Regions from separate parts of the Mus musculus genome. Here all the other regions are linked to region 2. Evidence: chromatin contacts called from public promoter capture Hi-C data. All regions are on one chromosome and are shown on one strand. The core of a region is the stretch at or near the end of the contact, and the rest is flanking DNA. Distances in the headings are between cores, read along the strand shown. Region 1 has its middle 62 kb from the start of Gm39359. Region 2 holds the start of Cln6 (ceroid-lipofuscinosis, neuronal 6). Region 3 holds the start of Uchl4 (ubiquitin carboxyl-terminal esterase L4). Region 4 holds the start of Smad6 (SMAD family member 6).

Region 1 (5,474 bases), core at 658-3,157, 1.0 Mb after region 2:
TGTTTCCTTGGGGATGAAGAGATGGCTCAAATCACCATTAGCTCTCCGGCTCCTTCAGAGGACCCCAGGTCCCCTGCTAGGACCCATATGGAGTGACTCACAACTGGCTGTAGCTGCAGTTCCATGGGGATGCGATGCCCTCTTCTGGCCTCCCTAGAGCACCTTCATGCACATGCACGTGCAACACACACACACATAAACACAGAAATTAAGAATAAAATAAATCTTTAATTAATATTGTTTCCTGGGATATGCAGATCTCCCTAGCAAATAAATACCTAGGGCTGAGGTGCCCTTAGTAGCTTGTAGGCTTGTGGCCAGCTAATTGGACTGATAGAAAGTTGCTCCCAGATCCTGGGGTGAGGTCAGTCCTGCAAGGACACACGTGAGGGTGGCTCAGCTCCAGGCAGATGGGCAAGAGGGACAGAGGTGAGAGAGGGTTTGGGGACTAGGTGGCCTTGGGAATCCTGACGCCTTGAGTACCTGGGATTTCCCCTCAAAAGCCCCTAGTAATGTATGTCAGGGTCTGTTTCTGAGTACTTGGCTCCCTCCTCATGGCTGTCTTGTCCAAGTATGTGTGAGTATGTGTGTGAGAGCAATGATGAGTAAGCTTGTGAGTGCATGCATGGGTGGGGAACACAAGTGCATATAACTGTGTGAATGGGTTCAGAGAATATGAGTGTGTGAGCTGGTATGTGTGTGTGTGTGTTGTATGTGAGTGTGGGATGCATGAGTGTCTGTGTGTGTGTGTGTGTGTATGTGTGTGTGTTGTGTATGTGAGTGTGGGGTGAATGAATGTCTCTCTCTCTCTGTGGGTGCATGAGTGTGTGTGTGTGTGTGTGTGTGTGTGGTGTAAGTGAGTGTGGGGTGAATGAATGTCTCTCTCTCTCTGTGGGTGCATGAGTGTGTGTGTGTGTGTGTGTGTGTGTGTGGTGTAAGTGAGTGTGCGGTGCATGAGTGTATATGAGGGTGAAGTAAATGTGTGTAGAATGATTATAAATGAACACACGTGTGTGTGGATGTGTGATGGCTGGGGATAGAGACTGTGTATGTGCATGGAAGAGTATAGGAGTGTGTGTAGGGAGTTGTTAGTAGAAGATAGTGTGCATAAATGTGGGGTGAGATTGTGTTCATGGTATATGTGCAAATCTCACTGTGGAGTGAGTGGGTGAGTTTGTGAGCATCTTTGTGTGAGTGTATGTCTGAGAGTGTTTAGAGTGTATAATTATGTGTGTGAGTGTATAGATGTAAGCATGAGTATGAGTGTGTGCGCACGCGTTTGTGTGTGTGTGTGTGTGTGTGTGTGTGTGTGTGTGTGTGTGTGTGTTCCCTCCCAGTCAGGAGCCTTAGGTTCTCTGGGCAGGAACTAGACATCCTGCCCTCTGTTGTACCCGCCGTGGCTTTTTCTAAGTGACACACTCAACAGCTTTGGGTCTTCCGCCCAGAGCACTGAGCTCTGAGAGGCTCCACTGCCGTTTCCATCTTCCCACTTTGCCTCTGTGTCGGAGCTGATTATTCTTTGGAGGACTTGTGAGCCCAACTACTAATCAAACAGAAATCACTAAGGCTGTACACAGTTCCACAGTGCCACCCTCAGCCCAAGGCATCATGGACCCTCCTGGAGGATGGTCTAGCTGCCAAAGGGACAGAACTGTTTAATTAGAACAACTTGGATTGGAAACATTCATCCATGTATGGGGAAAATGGCGACAGACTTTTTAGGACACGCCATAAGTTTTACAGTTATTGGATTTTTTCAACTTGTTTACAAAAGCAATATTGTGAAATGGCCAACAGCCAGGCCCAGTTGCTTTTCTTCCTGCTCCTTCTGATGACAGGAGGGTGTATTATCCCCCAGCCAGCTGGGGGGAGGGGCGGGCGCCCACATGCCATCTTGCTGTCTGTTTAATTATCCATTCAGCCAGGCTGGCACTGGAGCTCTCTCTGAGCTACTCACAGCCAGTTCTGTTCTGGAATGTGGCACAGCGCTCCCTCCCCACGCCTTGGGCCCCCTGCAGCAGCCTCACCCCAACAACATGCCAACTCCCAGAGCCAGCATGACCTTGAACTTGACTGGAAACATCTGGGCCACAAGTTTCTCCTTAGTCATAAAAAGCAGATCTCTCTCTCTCTCTCTCTCTCTCTCTCTCTCTCTCTCTCTCTCTCACACACACACACACACACACACACACACACACAGTGGGTTCTGCACCAGACCATGAGGAGTCCCTGAGGGAAGCTTTAAAACATAAACCTTGCCATGCCTGACCCTTCCAAGACAAGGTCGGGGGATCCTTGAACTTTTAATCTGTCCATTATTTATTGAGGGCTATATGGTGGCATGCATGTGGGAGATCAGAACGTAACTTGTGGGAGTTGGTTCTTCCCCTCCACCAGGTCTCAGGGATGAGACTCAGACTATTAGACTTGGTGGCAAGCACCCTGACCTTCTGGGCCATCTTGCCAGCCCCAGCCTGAATCTTTGAAAGCTCTTAAGTGATTCTGCTACTTTGTAGCAGGGTCGGACATCCATTGGATTTGGTGTCTCTGGCAGGCTTTACCCTGGGACTCCACAGAATGTTGCCCCATAGAGAGTGGGGACCAGAGTTGCCCCACAGAGAGTGGGGGGTGGGGACCAGAGCTGCCCCATAGAGGGTGGGGGTGGGGACCAGGTCTGCGCTCTGTCCTCACTCCGGCTCTGATCATCTGGCAAAGCTTCATTAAGTACAAAGTCACCTGGAGAAACATCCCCGTGGGCAGGCTCCAGACCACACCTGTAAATTGTGGGGGCAGGGGGTGGGGTAAGAGGGGGGAATGTATAAAATGCAGGTGCTAAGATAGCCTTCCCATGGTGCACCTGTACTGGCCTAGCTATGGGAGGGAAAGCATCTTCAGCTGAAGAGGAACTGGCGGCTGCTCTGGCCTGACTGAAGGATGCAGAGAAAAAAAGCAAGGACAGAGAGTTCAAGGTGGGAGACCTGGCCACCAACAGTCCTGGCTTGTCCCCAGGAGACCATAAAAGAGGGACCAGGAGCTCCTGCATTCAAACTTCTTCCATAGTTGAAGAGAGTATAGTCTCAACAGGGCATAATCACACTGACGCTGGCGGCCTCCTTTCCAGCACTATGACAAATACTTGAGATTTGAAATAAAGTCGTACGGAAGAAAGGTCTGTCATGGCTCATGGTTTCGGTTTCAGTGATTTTGGGTTGGGGCTTCTTAGCCTCGTGGACATTTGGGTCTGTAACGAGGCTCACATAGTGGGAACACAAAGCTCACATAGTGGGAACACATAGCAGAAACAAACAAACAAACAAACAAATGGCTTCCTGGCAGACAGGAAGCAAAATAGACAGGAAGTGCCGGGGGTACTGCCATTCCCTTTAGGTGCTTATATTCTTAGTAACCTAACTTTCTCCTACCAGGCCCACCTCTTAAAGGATCCACGGGCGGTAACCAAGCCTCCAACACTCAAGATCTAAACTATGGCAAAGGTTTAACCTCTCTGAGACACTTGACAGTCTGTCATACCTTGTGTGTTTGTGTCTATAGGTTGTAGAGGTTGGGCATTGCCAACAATGTCATCACAGGCCTGGAGAGACTGCTTAGCAGTTGCAAGCACTTGCCATTCTTGCAGAGGACCACATGCCAGCAACCACATGGCAACTCGCCTGTCTGTATTCTATGGGATCTGACGCCCTCTTCTGGCCTCCATTGGCACTGAATACACACAGTGCACATACAGACAAGTAGGTACACACACATACAGGTAAAAATAAATAAATCTGAAGGAGGAGGAGGAAGAGGAGGGGAAGGAGAGGGGTCGATTATATCAACTGAGGAGTGTGCCTGCACAGGGCTGGATGGCTTGAACAATGTCACTGGACTGCTCAGCAGGGGATCCAGGCTTGGCTCTCAGCCTTCTAACTTCCTAGGACATAGCCCTGTGGGCCTCTATGCACACATACACATGGAGCCTGCCTCTTTCTTAGAGTGCTTCTATATCCAGGGCTCTACCAAGTCCCTGAAGCAAGGAGCATAACTTTCCGGTTCTCAGTAGATGTTAGAAATTCAAGCCTCTGAAGACTTAAAGTGACCAAACTTTGTCAATCAGACCTGGGCTGTGGGTGAGAGGCAGGAAAACAATATAAGGCTTGAAACAAGATTGTAGCCTATGGCTGTGATGTAGATTCTATATTCTATCATCTGTAATAAGAAATCATTTGAAGAAGATTTTATGTTTATTCTATGTGTTGAGTGATTGCCTGCATGTTTGTAAGTACATCTTATGCATGCAGTGTCCAGGGACACCAGAAGAAGGCTTTAAACCCCTGGAACTAGAATTACAGAACGTAGTTAGCCACCATATGGGTACTGGGAATCGAACCTGGGTCCTCTGCAATAGTAAGAAGTGCTCTTAACCGCTGAGCCATCTCCCAAGCTCCAAGGAATCACTCTTAAAAGGCAAAACAATCTATTTTAATACAAATACACAAATGTCTTCATTCCTTTTCTAATGCTGTTAAAGAGACACCATGACCAAGGCAACTTATAGAAGGTCGGGTTCACTGGGCTTTGAGTTTCAGAGGGTGTGTCCATGACTATCATGGTGGGGGAATCATGGCAGCTGGCAGGCAGGCATGACACTGAGAAGTAGCTGAGAGCTTACATCTCATCTGAGAGAGAGAGAGAGAAAGAGAGAAGAGAAGAGAAGAGAAGAGAAGGGAAGGGAAGGGAAGGGAAGGGAAGGGAAGGGAAGGGAAGGGAAGGGAAGGGAAGGGAAGGGAAGGGAAGAGAAGAGAAGAGAAGAGAAGAGAAGAGAAGAGAAGAGAAGAGAAGAGAAGAGAAGAGAAGAGAAGAGAGAAGAGAAGAGAAGAGAAGAGGGAGGGGGAGGGGGAGGGGGAGGGGGAGAGGGAGACAGAATTGAGAATGGCATGGGCTTTTGAAACCTCAAAGCCCACCTCTGAGACACACCTTCCCCAACAAGACCACACCTCCTAATCCTTTCCTAACAGTTCCACAAACTGCAGATCAACCATTCAAAAAATAAAAGTCTATGGAGGCCATTCCCATTCAAACCACCACACAGATGAACAGGTATCAAAACTATTTTATTGAACTCACTAATTAACTAGAAAACTAGTAAGGTGTTAAAATTGGTTCAAATAAGAATTCCAGGAACACAGGCAACTGGAAACGGACCAACTTAGGCTAGCCGTGTGAGCAGTGTCCTGGGGCAAAAGTCAGTTGCCCTCCAACAGGCCATATTGATTCCTGTCTCCACAACCCAGAGTCATTTGTATATGTTGTAAAATAGCCCAGAGATAACACAAGGCACAGACAGCCAGAAAGGAGTTCTCCAGATCTATCCATCTGTCCCTCTTTGCTCATTCCAAAGACCTTCCCTCTTTCCCCCTTCATTGTAAAACAGGGCTCACCCATGAGGGCAAAGAGGTGGCATTTGTTGCCGCTCA
Region 2 (5,498 bases), core at 993-3,492:
AAAAATGCATGGAAACAAATGTAGCATTTGGTAGTTACCACAGCAACAATCTAGTTGTGGCCTCTGGGCTGAAGAGAATGATTTTGAGGCAGAGAGCCCCAGCCTCTCATGGTCAAGCAGTCCATGCAGGTCTGACCAAAGTAAGGAAGAATAACTTTCATTAAAAAAAAAAAAAATTCAGAGTTCAATGCCCCTGTACCATAAAAGGGGACCTCAGAACAGGCTGATATACATAACCAGTCTGGGAGTTGGCTGATATAGATAACAAAGCTCAGTTGGTAGAGTGGTACTGTACAAGCATGAAGACCCCAGTTTGGATCCCCAGGTGTATGCAGCACATTTGTAATCCACAGAGACAGGTGGATCTCTGATGCACACTGACCAGCCAGTCTAGCCAAATTGATAAGCTCCAGGCCCAGTGAGATCCCTGTCTCCAAAGACAAGAGAAACAACCAAGACAGACACCCAGTGAAGACCTCTGGCTTCCACATGCACCTGCCTGTACATGTGCACAATCTCCAAGATCACACAATCACCACACACGAGTGCACACACACACCACACCACGCATACACATGTACAAGTGCATGAACGCATACATGCTCTCCAACAAAACCAGCCCAACAGAGCCAGATAGTCTGCAAGAGGCTCATGCATTTCTCAAAGCTATAGATGAAATAGCTCACCCTTTGTTACAGATGAGTAAACTGAGTCTGGGAGAGGCCGAGCAATTTATCTGACCTCTGTGACACTGGTCCCCAGACAGTGTGCCTTGCAGATACTTCTCATGTTTGGCTTCTGTTCTCTTTTCTCATTGGGACATTGTCTCCTTGGGTTCTGGATGCCATCTATGTTCCTGCGGCTCAATCTATCTGCCAGGCTCCTACCGACCGACATGGCGTCTGAGCTTCACACCCATGGGTCCAACAGCATCCTGACCCAACCAAAGCTTCGTGGGTCCAAAGATGACGTCTCATTTACCTGTGCTTGCTCCACCCACTTAGATGCAGCGCCTGGTCACATCTAAACTCCTCTCCCCTTACAGCCATGCATCCGAAGAAGATAGCTCCCACACCACTGGGCATGTCTCACCCCCAACCCCCCTTTACTGATACAGTCCAGGACCCTCATTAGAACTTGGTACCCGACAGGCTGCACCTCCTCCATCTCTGGTTCTGCCTCTGGGCTGTGCCTGAAATGCACACATATGCCAGTCTCTTGCCAGGGCCCTTCCTGAGGTTCTCAGGGATTGGGGGCTCCAATCTAAACCCCTCTCTCCCCCATCTCAGCCAGTCTCTCACTCCCCTGAGCAGCGTGGTTCTCACACAACTTTCCACTCCTCCATACCAGCTAGTCTCTGGACAGGGTGTGGGAGGAGGAGGGGTGGGTGTGTGGGGAATTCTGGCCGTTCCCTCTGCCTGGAGCTCTTTCCTGTCTCCAGTTCATACTTCTCTGTCAGCTATCCTTCCTGTGATGCCTGTTTGGCCTTACTGCCTCTATGGCTACACAACCCTCAGAACTTCCTCCACCATTACCAGAAGCTACGAACAGAAGCGCTTCTGAACAGGGCTCATAGGTTCCTGCACAGAACTTACGAGGTTCTTAACACAATTGAATGAGGAAGGGGTGTGTGTCTTTCCCCAACGCCAGGACTGGATTCTGGACCACCTCGTTGTCCTCCAACTAGGAGAGAATTCACTATTCTCTTCACCTATCAAAGCACAGTGGATAGTTTATCGAGCAGTCTTTAATCTGAGGAAGGAGGGCTCAAAGACCCCGGGTCTTCTGATGACCTCACAGCTTGGTCATTCCAGGTCCCCGGTTCACCTTCGTCCAGTACCCTCAAGCCCGGCTAGGCAAGGCTTCCTTCCTGCAGAAATGCAGAGAACCCAGGAAAAAAACAAAAGCAAGCAAACAAACAAACAAACAAGACGCCAGGCTTCCCCACTGGAGTGCAGATTCAACTAAGACCCAAGACCTCTGGGACATAAGTTAGGCCCCTCCTTCTCAAACAAAACACGCCCTCCAGCTGTCTCCCTCCACCTCCGCTCTCTCATTCCTCCTCCCTCCTCCCCACACTCCATCCTCCTCTCCGGTCTTGCCCCAAGCCCCTCCCTATCCTCCTCCCTTCACCAGTTCTCCCCCTGCTCTTTCCTCCAGCTTCTCTCCTCCCTCCTCCCCTCCAGCCTCCAGCTCCTCCCCTCCCCTCCCGCCCGCCCTGGGGCCCCGCGCTCGCTTCCCTCTCTCCCGCCCAGCCTTCCCCGCGTTGGGCGCCGAGGCTCCGCGCGGCCCGCGCAGCCGTCTCTCCTCCCGGAAGGCGAGGCCGAGCGTGGCGGCCATGGAGGCGGCGACGCGGAGGCGGCAGCTCCTCGGAGCGGCGGGCGGCCCCGGTGTCGCGTTCGTGCAGGCCAGGTGCGCGCGGAGCGGGGACAGGGAGGCCGCGAGGGGCCCCAGAGTTTGAGAGACCTCGCCAGGGTTAAGGAAACCGCAGGGATAGGCTACTCGGGGGCCACCCCGGCCAGCCTGGCTGAGTCCCTGTGCCACTTCCAAGTTTTTAGGAACCTCCTGCTCTGGGCAAGACTGTGACTCTGCTCTGAATCCGGTGGCTCAGGGCCCAGGGAAAGTGGGCCGTTAACCGGGGACAGCGTGACTCTCCCATCCTGAATGAGAGACCCCTTCCCTCAGAGGGGAGATGTTTGGGGTTTATCTGGCTCGACAGGGCAGAGCCAGAGGCGCAAAACCCGCCCTTTCATCTTTTCCTCCAGTCTGCCTCCATCCGCTCCACTGACCAAAGCATTCCCGCCTGTCACATGTATTGATTAAACACCTGTCATGTGCCTAGCGTTGTGCCAGATGGCAAACAGGAAAGTCTGAGCCAAAGCAGGTGACAGCTAATTCTGGAGGGCTTTCTGGAGTTGAACAGTACAAGACTCTGCAGAGGACAGACACTTACTGCCGGGCATGGTGGCAATGCTTTTAACCCCATCACTCAGGAGGCAGAGGCAGGTTTCTAGGGGGATGTAATCCAGTTGGTAGTGACTGCATAGCATGCAGGAAGTCGTGGTTCTTCCCAGGCCACAGAAACTGGACATGGTAGACAGTGGAAGGATGTGAGGAAACACAAGGACTATACATACTAGTGTTGGACATGTCACACGTGTAAGAGAAAATCAACGACAGGGGCTGGACCAACTTTAAAGTGCCCTGAATGTCCCAGAGTTGGCCGAGAAGGCCCTAGAGTCTGAAGTTGGAGGAGGCACCTACTCTGGGTGGGGAGGCTGTTCACTTTGAGCAGGAAAGACCCCTTACCTTCCTCACCTGAGTGACCTGGTAAAAATGTATATTCCATATGCCACAGGTACCAAAGAGCCGTGGAGAGATTTGAGCACTCATGTGCACCAGGTGAATTTTAGGAAGTCCCTGGCACTGTTTGGAATGGTGGGGGAAGTTCTGGGAGACTGGGTTGAGGGCAGCCTTTTCATAGTTCCGACTGGGGAGCAATTCTCTGAGCATGTGCTGTGCTGCCTCTGGTAACATTTCTACCTGGTGGTCATCCTATGAGCTCTCCGTGGCGTAGTCACAGGGTAGCCATCTTAGTTTGTATATACACGTCATCAGGGCAGATTTGCCCTTAGGCACATTATTGAGCAGCTTCTTGTCACTTGAGGGTCCCTATACTCTAAGTATTAGGTCATCATCTCTGACTGATAAGGAAGTGGTCCAGTGTGCAGTAAGGAGGTGCCTGACCAGACTGAGGCTCAGGCTGTAAAACGCCCAAAAACCTTCTACAAGTTCAGCAGACATTCCACAAGCTGCCCCCGGCACTAAGGGGATCAAAACCATCTTCCATATTTGTGGCTGTCACGGTTGTTCTACCTGTTATCTGTCCATCGACGCTACAGTGTTTACATTATTTAAGCTGTCTTTGCTTTTTGTGTTTAGACAGGGACTCTATTACATAGTCCTGGCTGTCCTGGAACTCCATCTGTAGAACCAGGCTGGCCTCAAACTTGGAGATCCACCTGCCTCTGCCTCCTGAGTGCTATAAGGTGAGTGCCACCACAGCCGTCTCTGGGACCTTTTCTTTTTTTCCTCATTGTTTGTCTGCACGTCTTCATTTTTGTTGAAATGTCCGGAGCCCTTCTCTCTACTCCCCGTACACAACTCTCTAGACAAGCCCTTTGCCTTTCTGCCCCCCAGGCTTGCAGATGCTGCTGCCTGGTCCTGGCTTCCCAGCTGTCGAGGTGTCAGTGCCCCCCGCCCCGTGGTAGACTTGGGAAGCTGAGGAGGGGAGCAGGAGCAAAGGCTGGGCTTGCCTCAGGTTACCTGGACTGGCATTGGCTTTCGCCAAGCCGATATCCTCCTCCATTCAGTCTGTCGCTCCTGATGGGGGCCTAGAACCAACGTGGCCTGGGGGGAGGGGGCTCAGCCTGGGAAGTTTGGAGTCAGAACTTGGGACAAGCTTGAGGTTCCTCATCTTGCGGTGTTGAGGGGAGGTACCTTTCCCCTGTGTGATCTGCCATCACTGTCAAAGCCCCGCAGAAGGAAACGGTTGGTTCAGAAGTTTGCCTGTCTTTTGTCTGTGTATTGCTGGTAAAGGAAAGCTTTCATTAGGCTGAGGAAAAGCCAGCACGAGAGAGAAAGCCCTGCAGTGCAGAGCAGGATTCTGAGCATCCACGTGTGTGAGTCTGGAGTCCCGAGCTCGGCTCTTCCCCTCATCCTGTTGCTACCTCTTTCCCCTACCTGCCCCCCTAAGCTAGGCCGCACTAATGTCAGGGGTTCTCATTTACTGAAGTGCTTCCTGGGATAGAGGGAGAAATTGTTAAGGAGCCTCTAGTGTGAGCCAGTGCACCAAGTGGCCTCATTTCCCCCACTTCCCCATGTGTGTGCTTTCAAAACCCCTTTATTCTTTCTCTTTTCTAATTTTTTTTTAGCAGACTTAATTCTTTTATTTTTCTTGTACAAAATCCTTATGTAGTAGCCACAGCTGGAGCCTGGGTCCTCTGAACAGAGACTCTGGTGTGATCAGTGAATTCCTGATAAGGAGACTTGGTGAAGACAGTCTCTTTCCAGAGGTGGGGGTCAGGTAGCTGTAAGTCTTGGAGATGGCATCAAAGGTGGCCTTAGCAAAGTTGCCCAGGGTGGCAGTGCAGCCTCTGGCTGAAGTGTAGCAGTCATCTATACCGGCCATCATCAGGAGCTTCTTAGGCACAGGAGCAGAGACAGTGCCAGTGCCTCTGGGGGCAGGGATGAGACGCACCAGCACAGAGCCACAGCGGCCTATCACCTTGCATGGAACAGTGTGGGGCTTGTCAATCTTGTTCCCCAAGTAGCCTCTCCGCACAGGGACGATGGAAAGCTTGGCCAAGATGATGGCCCCTCGGATGGCAGTGGCAACCTCCTTGGAGCTCTTAACGTGACCACTGTAGTCCCCAGTAGCGACAAAAGCCTTGAACCTGGTCCGCTGGCCAGCCCGAATCTGCTTCTGCACTGGCATG
Region 3 (4,955 bases), core at 229-2,728, 1.4 Mb after region 2:
TGTCATTTTGGTCATAATCTAATTCTATCTGGCCTACACAAATGCCATGTATGTGGACAGCAAATAACAGGCAGCTGCGAGCATTTGAGGCACACAAACCTCTGTCATCTGAACTGTTTGGAAGACAGATGGTTAGCAGCTGCAAGTTCAATTACAAAGTGCCTGGAAGGAAGGCAAAGAAGGAAGCAAAGGGATCCAAGGGCCGCTTCATATATTAAGCGTGGAATTCCTTTCCAACAAACATCTTTTATTTCCTTGGGGGAAGCCAACTCGGATATACCCTTTGAACTTGAGAGAAAAGCTTCAGAAGAAAGAATCTAGCAACAGAGAGACGGAGTGAAGCTGGAGGCACAGAAAAAAAAAAATCACTACTTCTAAATTCTACGGTTTGTGTTTTAAGGAAAGACAGAGGGCACGGGAGACTCCACTGTGCAGCCAGGCTAAGAGCCTGGATCAACTGTGTTCTTTGGTTGAATGAGTTGCCTCTTTTCTCATCCTTCATTTTGTCCTTTGCAAAGCAAAAGGGCAAGAATTAACTAAAGGACAAGATGGTTGACTTCTAGACCAGTACTCACAGACATTATACAATGACAGAAATAGTCTACATGTATGCTGCCCAAAACAGTTGCCACAGTGGCCAATAAGGCTTTTAAAGGTAACTAGTATGGCTGAGAAACTGGTATTTAAACTGTACTGAATTTTAGTTAATTTAGATATAAATAGCTATATGTGGGTAATGTCTAGTTTAGAAAAGTACAACACTACAAAATCCTCCTGCATTTTACACAGTGGGGTGGGGAATGATGTTAGCCGAGGCCTGACCTAGGCTCTAACCTAGATCCACAGCTTACCAGTTATACAACCCTATGAAACTACTAAGCTTCCCTGAGCTTCACATCGCCAACTGGTACAATGGACTCTGGTAACCGTTCTTGTAGAATATCCGTGACTACAGAGACCAGAAAGCCCTCAGTGAATGCCAGCTGTTTCTCCAGTTCCTCTTTAGTCTTTGGACTCCATCCTACTAGTCTTCTTGCACACATCCATTTTTATTACCTTGAAGACTAAAGCAAGCCTTAGTCCCCATGGGCAGCCCTGTCTATCAGGAAAGCAACTTGCCCAGGAGTTGTCTCAGGTCCCCAGCAGTGGGCAAGCCTCTGGTGATGGAAGGGTCGGTGCCTCCGGAACCACTGATTTCCGCTCACCCTCCATCCCCTCTGCCTCACATGATCACCAGCAATTTACACTCCTCCTGTGACTGGAGAGCAAGCTGAAACATAACTCACCAAAACACCTGTCACTTGTTTCTGGTACTTTTCCAACTCTTTCCCCTTATCTTTCCCTGCTAAAGATGGTAAGGCTTTTTAATATGAAAATGGCTTAGATTTTTTTTTTTAATTACCACACTCAGAAATAGGGATGCAACAAATTCCATTTATGGTTAACCCAGGAGTTATTTAGTTACCAATATTAAACAAGGCAAGGTCAGAGCTGGAGAGAGGCCGACGGAGCAGTCATGGAGGGTCAACGCTGGCTGCCACTGGAGGCCAACCCTGAGGTCACCAACCAGTTTCTCAAGCAATTAGGCCTGCATCCTAACTGGCAGTTTGTTGATGTGTACGGGATGGAGTCTGAACTTCTTAGCATCATACCAAGACCAGTGTGCGCAGTGTTACTCCTCTTCCCTATCACAGAAAAGTATGAAGTCTTCAGAACAGAAGAGGAAGAAAAGATAAAATCTCAAGGACAAGATGTGACATCATCAGTATATTTTATGAAACAAACCATCAGCAATGCCTGTGGAACGATTGGAACGATTGGACTAATCCATGCCATTGCAAACAACAAAGACAAGGTGCACTTTGAATCAGGGTCAACATTGAAAAAGTTCCTGGAGGAGTCTGTATCAATGAGCCCTGAAGAGAGAGCCAAATACCTGGAGAACTATGACGCTATTCGAGTTACTCATGAAACCAGTGCACATGAAGGTCAGACTGAGGCACCAAGTATAGATGAAAAAGTAGATCTTCATTTTATTGCGTTAGTACATGTAGATGGGCATCTCTATGAATTAGATGGATGGAAACCATTTCCAATTAACCATGGGAAAACTAGCGATGAGACGTTGTTAGAGGATGTCATAAAAGTTTGCAAGAAGTTCATGGAACGTGACCCTGATGAGTTAAGATTTAATGCAATTGCTCTCTCGGCAGCATAGCATCTTGACAGAAACACCAAATACTGTATTATTTGCAACAAAAGTTAAATTTCTGATGCCATAACTAACTCAAAATTTTTAATATTTTCATTAACTTGACTAATTAAACTTTATGTGGAAACAAACAAACAAACAAACAAGGCAAAAGAAACTGTTGTAGAAGGAATGTTCTAGTACAAGAATAGCCCAGCAGTGGTGGTGTATACCTTTAATCCCAGTACTCAGGAGACAGAGGCAGGTGGCTCTCCAAGTTCTAGACTAGCCTGGTCTACAAAGCAAGTTCCAGGACAGCCAGCGCTGCATAGAGAAATCCTATCTCGAAAAACAAAAAATAAACAACAACAACAAACAAACAAAAAAGAATAATAATCTGCCAAAGTCTCTATGTTAATATACTATGATACGAAGCCCGGTCTTTCCTGAAACGTAGGCCTCGCCGTCCTTGGGGAAAGCAGCTTTCCTTGCCTTCAATGACTACATTTTTTAGTTTTACTTTTGTTACATTTATGTGTCTGTGGGTACACATGTGCCACTGAGCAAGAGTCAGGTCTCACCTTCCACCATGTGGCTCCCAGGGGCATCAGCAGGCAGGTGGCTTGAATTGCTAAGGCATCTTGGCAGCCCTCAGTGACCATGGTTTATCAGTAGACACAAATGAGTGATATACAGCACATTTTTGCAATCCTAGTTGTCTTAGTCGGGGTTTCTATTCCTGCACAAACATCATGACCAAGAAACAAGTTGGTGAGGAAAGGGTTTATTCGGCTTACACTTCCATACTGCTGTTCATCACCAAGGAAGCCAGGACTGGAACTCAAGCAGGTCAGGAAGCAGGAGCTGATGCAGAGGCCATGGAGGGATGTTCTTTACTGGCTTGCCTCACCTGGCTTGCTCAGCCTGCTTTCTTATAGAACCAAGACTACCAGCCCTGAGATGGTCCCACCCACAAGGGGCCTTTCCCCCTTGATCACTAATTGAGAAAATGCCTTACAGTTGGATCTCATGGAGGCATTTCCTCAACTGAAGCTCCTTTCTCTGTGATAACTCCAGCTGTGTCAAGTTGACACAAAACTAGCCAGTACAATTGACCCCTTGTCAACTTGACACACAAAAACATCACTAGTAAGCCTCAACCCTTACAATCTTATTCATCCCCATTCTAAATAACTTTAAAAGTCCCACAGTCTTTACATATGCTTAAAATTTCAATCTCTTTAAAATATCCATCTCTTTTAAAATCCAAAGTCTTTTTACAATTAAAAGTCTCTTAACTGTGGGCTCCACTAAAACAGTTTCTTTCTTCAAGAGGGAAAATATCAGGGCACAGTCACAATCAAAAGCAAAAGTCAATCTCCAACTGTCCAATGTCTGGGATCCAACTCACGATCTTCTGGGCTCCTCCAAGGGCTTGGGTCACTTCTCCAGCCAGGCCCTTTGTAGCACACGAGTCATCCTCTAGGCTCCAGATGCCTGTACTCCACTGCTGCTGCTGCTCTTGGTGGTCATCTCATGGTACTGGCATCTCCAAAACACTGCATGACCCCTTCAGTCCTGGGCCATCAATTGCAACTGAGGCTGCACTTTCACCAATGGCCTTCCATGGCCTCTCACTGTGCCAAGCCTCAGCTGCTCTGCTCAACTCCTTCATGCCTTCAAAACCAGTACCACCTGGGTGACCCTTACACATTACCAAGTCCAGCCACAGCACAAGGTACAACTTTGGCTATATCTGGAACACAGCCACTGTGCTTTCAGAAAATACTTCCCAGAAGATGTCACCTCAATGATGCTGGTCTCTTCTTAATCACCGCTAATTTCTTAGCTCCAGCTAACCAGCATCAATAGTCCCAGTAATGCAAAGTTTTTGCTTTAGTAGTTCTGGTATCTTGTTAATCACAGCTGATTCTTCAGCCCCAGCTAACCAGAACTACAGAATCTTCACAATCAAAACAGGAATGGCCCTGAAAAGAGTCTTTAATTTTCCCTCTGAAATTTCACACACCAGAGCTCCAACTTCTGCAGTGTTCTCAACATTATCTTCCAAGCTCCTACACAACATCCGACAGAGGTCTTAACAATGGATGGATCTTCAAGCCCAAAGTTCCAAAGTCCTTCCACAGTCCTCCCCAAAACATGGTCAGGTTGTCACAGGAATACCCCACTCCACTGGTACCAATTTGTCTTAGTCGGGGTTTCTATTCCTGCACAAACATCATGACCAAGAAACAAGTTGGGGAGGAAAGGGTTTATTCGGCTTACACTTCCATACTGCTGTTCATCACCAAGGAAGCCAGGACTGGAACTCAAGCAGGTCAGGAAGCAGGAGCTGATGCAGAGGCCATGGAGGGATGTTCTTTACTGGCTTGCCTCACCTGGCTTGCTCAGCCTGCTTTCTTATAGAACCAAGACTACCAGCCCTGAGATGGTCCCACCCACAAGGGGCCTTTCCCCCTTGATCACTAATTGAGAAAATGCCTTACAGTTGGATCTCATGGAGGCATTTCCTCAACTGAAGCTCCTTTCTCTGTGATAACTCCAGCTGTGTCAAGTTGACACAAAACTAGCCAGTACACTAGTAATTACTGGGATGTTAGGTAGCTCTTCTCTTCCTGTCTCCCTACCTAACACCATAAGCCCAAAAGGAAAGCAGGGATGAAAGGTAGATTGGCACTATGGTAGGACTTCTGTGTGAACATTCAGTTAGCTTGGCATTCCTGTTAACTCTCTGAAGTCTCAT
Region 4 (5,432 bases), core at 1,709-4,208, 1.2 Mb after region 2:
GAGTGTCTACACTGTACCTGGAGAGACCATGAGGGAAGTACATCAGGAGCCAAAATAATAGGAGGGAAACTTCCTTTCTCGTCACTAGGCCCTCCTCTATACAGGGGAGAAGTCAGGCTTCCGATGCTGCCAGCCCACACTGAGGAGACCCAAGAGCTGACCAGAGCCAACAGCCAGCCTGTAACTGCCTGTTCCATTTTCTCCTGCAAATGCAACGCCATTGGATGCATTCACCTACACCTACAGCGAGTGTTCCTCGTGGTACAGAAAGTGTGTGTGTGTGTGTGTGTGTGTGTGTGTGTGTGTGTGTACACTTTCTGGCCTGTCAGGGCCTTTCAGCTCTCCTCACCTCTGCTCCTGCACCTGAGCCTGCCTAGCTAAGCAAGGCTAAGTTAAGGTAGGGTGTGTGCAGAAGATCCCAGGAGAACAAAGGGGCCAGTTCTCAGGGTAACAAAAGAGCTAGCAGCCTCTGACTCCCAGATGCCTCAGGTCCCTCAGAGGTAAGCTAAAGGCCAGAATTAAGAGCCTTGACGATGGAAGAGCCTGGCATTCCATCCCAAAGGATGTTGCAAACAAGAGGGTTTGCCCTGCAGAGTCTGGGCTAAAACTACAGAAAGGGACAAAGTCAAACATCTTTGCAAACACTTCTGACGTTAGGCGTGATTTCCCTACTGACAGCTTCACAGCCATACCTACCTGGGTGGGGAAGAGCAGATCAGGGGTATAGGATATGCTTACAAATGCTAAAAGCTATGTACCGACTGAGGTGAGTCCCCAAAGGAGAGGTGGCATTTCCACCTTTAGCCTCTCCATGGCTTACTATCCCGTTTCACAGAGCTGCAATCTTTAAATCCCAGAGGCTGCATATGGAAACCCGAACGTGTCCCTTTCTCACTTCGCCGGCGCCACAAAATAAAGTTACCATCTGAAACTGCAGACATCTAGCCCTCAACTTTCCTCAATCCCCTGCAGGCTCCCAGTACCGGGGGAGGGGGGCGGTCGGGAGGGGGGGAGCATCCCTAGTGTATCCAACAAAGAGATTGGGAAAGGGAAAGGGAACAGGACGGTAGAGTCGGAGGTCGAGGCGACCCTGCGCACGCTCACCTGGCCCGCAGAGCCGGCTGAAGTGGTAGGGGTTGCAACACACCGTGGGCCCGTCGGCGGCGGCGGTAAAGCTGTGGCAGCCGCACAGGGGTTTCAGCTCCACTGCGTGCTGCAGGTCTGGCCAGCGGAAGAGGCGGCCGAGCAGCAGCTGCGGTGGCGCGGGCTGGCCGCCCAAGCGGAGGTCGGCGCGCGGCACCAGCACGCAGCCGCCCGGTACGCCGCCTCGGGACTCCACAGCCTCCAACAGCGTGTCCAGCGAACGCTCCTTGAGCCTCTTGAGCAGCGAGTACGTGACCGTCTTGAGCTCCTGCTCCAGAAGCAGCAGTCGCGAGCGGGCTTCGCGACTCCGAGGCCCGCCGCCCTCCTCCGGCTCCGGGGACTGTCTGGCTTGGGGATCGCCAGAGTCCCGGGGCGCGCCTGCTGCGTCCCGTTCGGAGAAGAGACAGCAGGTCACCGTCTCGCAGTCACTCTCAGGCAGCCAGCCTGGGCCTCCAGGCTCCGCCACATCCAGCGGGGAGCCCCCAGCCCCGGCCCCCGACTCCGACACGGGCCTCGGGAGGCCCCCTGTGCGCCGGCGCCTGCCCGCGATCGCGGCGCCTCGCGGTCCCACCGCGTCCCGGGGCCGCCGCGGGGCTACCGAGCGGACTTCGGAGCGGCTGCAGCCTCCGCCCTCTCGTGCCCGCGGGGCAGGCTCAGCTCGGCTGCCCAGGCTCCCATCCTCGTCGACACCACCGCCGCCGCCGCTGCCTTCCTCCCGATCAGGGACCACACGACTTCGCCAAAGTCGCCGCACCAGCCCCGAACGTTTAGACCTGAACATACGATACCCTTTGGCGCCTGGGGTGGTGGGAGGGGAGGCGGTCTCCGGTTACCGGGGGTCCGTTCCCTCAACGAGGCGCCGGCTGAGCGGGCCGCAGCCCCACATGAAGCTCTGCCGCGGGGCGCCGTGCAGACCGCGCACAGCCTGTCGTCGAAGGGGCACCGCAGGGCTGCAACATGAGGGAGCTCGCGCCGGGCCAAGCCGGGCCGGGCCGGGCCGGGAACACGCGCGTGTTGAGCCTCAGTCCGCGAGGGACCAGCGGGCTACATGGATCACGATGGGCCGGGACCGCTCAACTCCAGCTGCTTTGGAGCCTTAGGGAAGCCACCAGCGAAACGATGCTAGAGACACCCTGCATGGGCCGGCGAGCCTTCAAAAGTTGCGCGGCTGGTACACGAGCACAAAGCGCTTGCGTCGTGCCCCCAAATGTGTCTGCACAACTCTGCCTTCAAAAGCCAAGCTATGCTACATGGGCTTTCCCTGCAGGATCCGAAACTAAGGCTTGTGGATAACTCCCATATCCCTGCAACAAAATAAAAATAGAAATAAAAGCAAAGCAAGAAAAAGGTCCCAAACAAAACTCAAAATGCTTGGATTTTGCACGCACGAAAAGCAATTCCGTCTCAGGTCCCGGGCGCTCGGTGCACTTGGGGCAAGTCTCTCCTGAACGCGGGTGTCAACACATGAGTGGAAGCCGGAAAAAAAAAATCCCAAAGAGCTGCTAGGAATCCTTAATTAAAAATGCAATCCACCGAAGCAGAGGTCGCAGCCCGCCCCACGCTGCGCTGGGTCGCTTCGGGCGCCGCGGCTGCCGAGGTCGCCCCCCCCCCCCTTCACCAAAGTGCCTCCTGGTGGCCCCGCGGTCCCAGCGAGGTTTGGCGAGGCAGCGCCCGGCGGCTCTTTCTCTGGACTCAGCTCCCTCGCTCGTTCCCCCTCTCGGCGCTCTCTCTCTTTTTTGTTCTCCTCAAACGCACACTGAGGGCCCCCGGAGGAGCGCCGCGGAGTCATTGGCTGCCTCCCATCATATGCCAGTCTAGACACTTTGGCGGCTCCGCGGCGCTGATTGTTGCGCAAACAAGGTTTCAAGTTTCTTAACTCTTAAAGGAGAACACGTCCCATTGCTGAGCCCGAGGCTCCGAGGGGGCTGGTTCCCGGGGCGGGCCGAACGCGGGCCCCCGCCCCTCGCCCGCCCCAGCACCCCCGCCCCGAGGCTGACAGTGCCCGCGACTCACTCTCAAGCTCACGTCGTGCCTTGGGCACGGATACCAGCCGTCCCGCACACGCGCTAACAAACACTCACACCCTGATGCCCAGCTCTGCTGGGTGAACCCACCGCGACCCGGACTCCGAGGCGGCCCTTTGCCTCTCTCTGGCTTGTGCCCAAACTTGCAAACGCGCATAGCACTTTAGAGTCAGTCCAAACCCCCAGCCTCAGCGCGGGCTAATAAAAATGGGCGTGTGTGTGCGCCTTCCTGCCCTCCGTCTCTGGGGAGTTGGGGGGCGGCGGCGAAGTTGGGATAGCGGGTTTCTTCCGTGTCCTATGAAGGCTCCACGCACCCCCTGCCCAAAATTAGGGGTCTCTCCGCCTAGGCTACACTGGGGGGCGGGTGATCGAGGGAGCTCCAGGATAGCCCGAGGTGGGGACTTGGACAGGGTGGGGTAGAGGCAGGAGTGCTCTTGGATGGCTCCTCCTGGTCGCCCCGGCTCTCCCTCCTGGCGTCCTAGGCTCCTCTCAAGGCCAGGCGCTTTCTTCTCCCTTCGAGGATTTACCTTATGCCCCTTCGAGAGTGATAGAGGGGCGTGCTTTCCCCAGTTATGTTTCACTATAAAAACGGGGGCAAGTTGGGGACAGACTTGGGGACCCGGCATGGGAAGGGTTAAGGCCGCTCCTGCCCTGGAGCCGGCGCGGCGGGGTACCTCCTCGGGCGTGCTTGCTAGTCCGAGGGTGGCAAAAGTTCAAGCTTGTAAAGTCAGGATTGGCCCCGCGCGGAGGGGAAAAAAGGCCTGGTTCCCCCTCCCCCTCCCGGGCGTGGCGCCGATTGGCCCAGCCGCAGGGCCGGCCCCGCCCTCCCCTGGCGCGCCGCGGCCCCACCCCCGGCGCAGCACCACGCCCCTTTCCGGGCAGGAGCGGGGCCCCGAGCTCAATGAAAGAAATTCCGCTACTCTCATTGGCCTGGGGCTTGACGCCGCACCCCGCGGGAGGCGGAGTGGGGAGGATGGGGCGCGGACTTGTGATCCCCTTTAGGATACCTGTGCTCTGGACTGCTGTAGCGAAGGTGGTGTGCAAGTCCAGGAACGGGTCTGGAAGTGCGCTGGGGGAAGGGTCGTGTGTGTAGGAAAGATACAGACTACTTCCCTGAGTCTTACCTGGAGCCAGGTACTCCAGTGCTGCAGGGCCGATTGTCACACCCACCCTTCACTATTTTGGCCAAGGTGAATATGAGTAGCTGTCCTGGCCTTGGTTTCTCAAGATTCTAGGAAATCCTTACTAATAAGTGCATACATCAAAAGTGGGCAAGAAGCGCCCACACAAACTTGTCTTTTAGCTTCCGTTCATCCCTGAAGAAGTTGATGATCCTAAAACGCAAAGAGAGCCTACAGGATTGTGCACACCCATGAGTACAGCACTTGGGAGGTAGAGGAAAGAGAATCAGGAGTTCAGTGCTCTCCTGGGCTACACAGAGACCTGGAAGCCAGCCTGGGCCTGCGTAAGACCCTGTCTCCGAAAGTCTCCCAAAATAAAATAATAAATACAAAGAGAAGCCAATTATGTTCTCTCTTACGAAGATTTTGTTGCCTTGCCTCTGGGTTACAATAAGAGCAGATGCTTTGAGCTCTTTACCATGGTAGCAGAAGTTTCAAGCCTAAACAGCTAATGGGTTTTATTTTCTCTGTGTACAGATGAGAAACTGAGGCACAGAAACTTGCTCATTTAATTTGAAACCTATTGAGAGCACTAAGACACCAAAACCAGAGAGCTCCAAGTTCTCACCCCCACTCCCCAACAGCAGGGAGAGGCATGTAACTATGTGATGTCACAACATCGCTTTTAGGTGTGTGGTTTCCCAAATAAGGTGCATGGTACTGCCTCTATTAGACCTGCTGGATGGACATTTCATACGGAGGCCACAACTCCCCACTACAAGACTCTGGAGATGAGGGTAGCTGGCAACCACCATTATATAGAGTGCCAAGGCCTTGGACACAATAGCCTGCACAAGTTTGTCATCCCTGATCGGGTGGGACTTGAACCCAGCTAGAAAGAAGTATGAGTGTCAAAGACACCAAGACTCCTGAAAGAGTTCCCTGCCTGTAGACAATCTGCAAGGCCTCCCTCACAGTAGGGGAGGATCCTTACAGAAGTCTCCCCACATCCCTACTCCTGGTGAGGAGTATGAGTTGAGACTTTCTGTCCCTCCTGCTCCTTACTCTGAGCACAAGCATCTCTCCCTGAGGTATACCAGGCTAGGAGAGACTAAAACAGGACCTTAAGAAGCCTGCTACCTTA

The links. Promoter capture Hi-C pulls out the DNA fragments that hold promoters and counts their contacts.
Region 1: a contact with region 2 is called in a promoter capture Hi-C map of hippocampal neurons, with 5 times the contacts expected there. The contact joins the enhancer-like site here to the promoter of Cln6 in region 2. A contact is called at or near these places in 5 of 39 promoter capture datasets (the C10 cell line, embryonic stem cells, erythroid cells and 2 more), 1 of 15 datasets of contacts at CTCF or cohesin (large pre-B cells), 12 of 484 Hi-C or Micro-C datasets (B cells, CD4 T cells, the N1E-115 cell line and 8 more), 7 of 115 datasets of contacts at active chromatin or transcription factors (T-cell acute lymphoblastic leukemia, embryonic forebrain, embryonic stem cells and 1 more) and 3 of 9 other capture datasets (adipose tissue, embryonic stem cells and liver).
Region 3: a contact with region 2 is called in a promoter capture Hi-C map of liver, with 2.2 times the contacts expected there. The contact joins the promoter of Uchl4 here to the promoter of Cln6 in region 2. A contact is called at or near these places in 2 of 39 promoter capture datasets (both in liver).
Region 4: a promoter capture Hi-C map of pre-B cells shows a contact between it and region 2, with 2.1 times the contacts expected there. The contact joins the promoter of Smad6 here to the promoter of Cln6 in region 2. A contact is called at or near these places in 3 of 39 promoter capture datasets (the C10 cell line, liver and pre-B cells), 1 of 484 Hi-C or Micro-C datasets (embryonic stem cells) and 4 of 115 datasets of contacts at active chromatin or transcription factors (embryonic stem cells, epiblast stem cells, extraembryonic endoderm stem cells and 1 more).

The regions. Positions count from the first base shown.
Region 1 is chr9:63,854,659-63,860,132 of GRCm38.p6, forward strand. No RefSeq gene overlaps it. Among named protein-coding and RNA genes, the nearest start is that of Gm39359, 62 kb to the left of the region's middle. Within about 2 kb of position 1,908, at least 10 of the 459 cell types and tissues checked have an H3K27ac peak or open chromatin away from gene starts, as enhancers often do. A contact at or near this core is called in hippocampal neurons, where this site is marked.
Region 2 is chr9:62,836,543-62,842,040 of GRCm38.p6, forward strand. It overlaps Cln6 (ceroid-lipofuscinosis, neuronal 6), which reads left to right and starts at 2,243. Exons shown (of 7, transcript NM_001033175.3): 1 at 2,243-2,412. The coding sequence starts at 2,339. It also overlaps the pseudogene Gm10653.
Region 3 is chr9:64,233,723-64,238,677 of GRCm38.p6, forward strand. It overlaps Uchl4 (ubiquitin carboxyl-terminal esterase L4), which reads left to right and starts at 1,479. Exons shown (of 1, transcript NM_033607.1): 1 at 1,479-2,640. The coding sequence starts at 1,517. The coding sequence ends at 2,218. All of the region lies in intron 1 of Map2k1 (mitogen-activated protein kinase kinase 1), which reads right to left.
Region 4 is chr9:64,019,101-64,024,532 of GRCm38.p6, forward strand. Smad6 (SMAD family member 6) reads right to left here and starts at 2,959. Exons shown (of 4, transcript NM_008542.3): 1 at 1,105-2,959. The coding sequence starts at 1,924.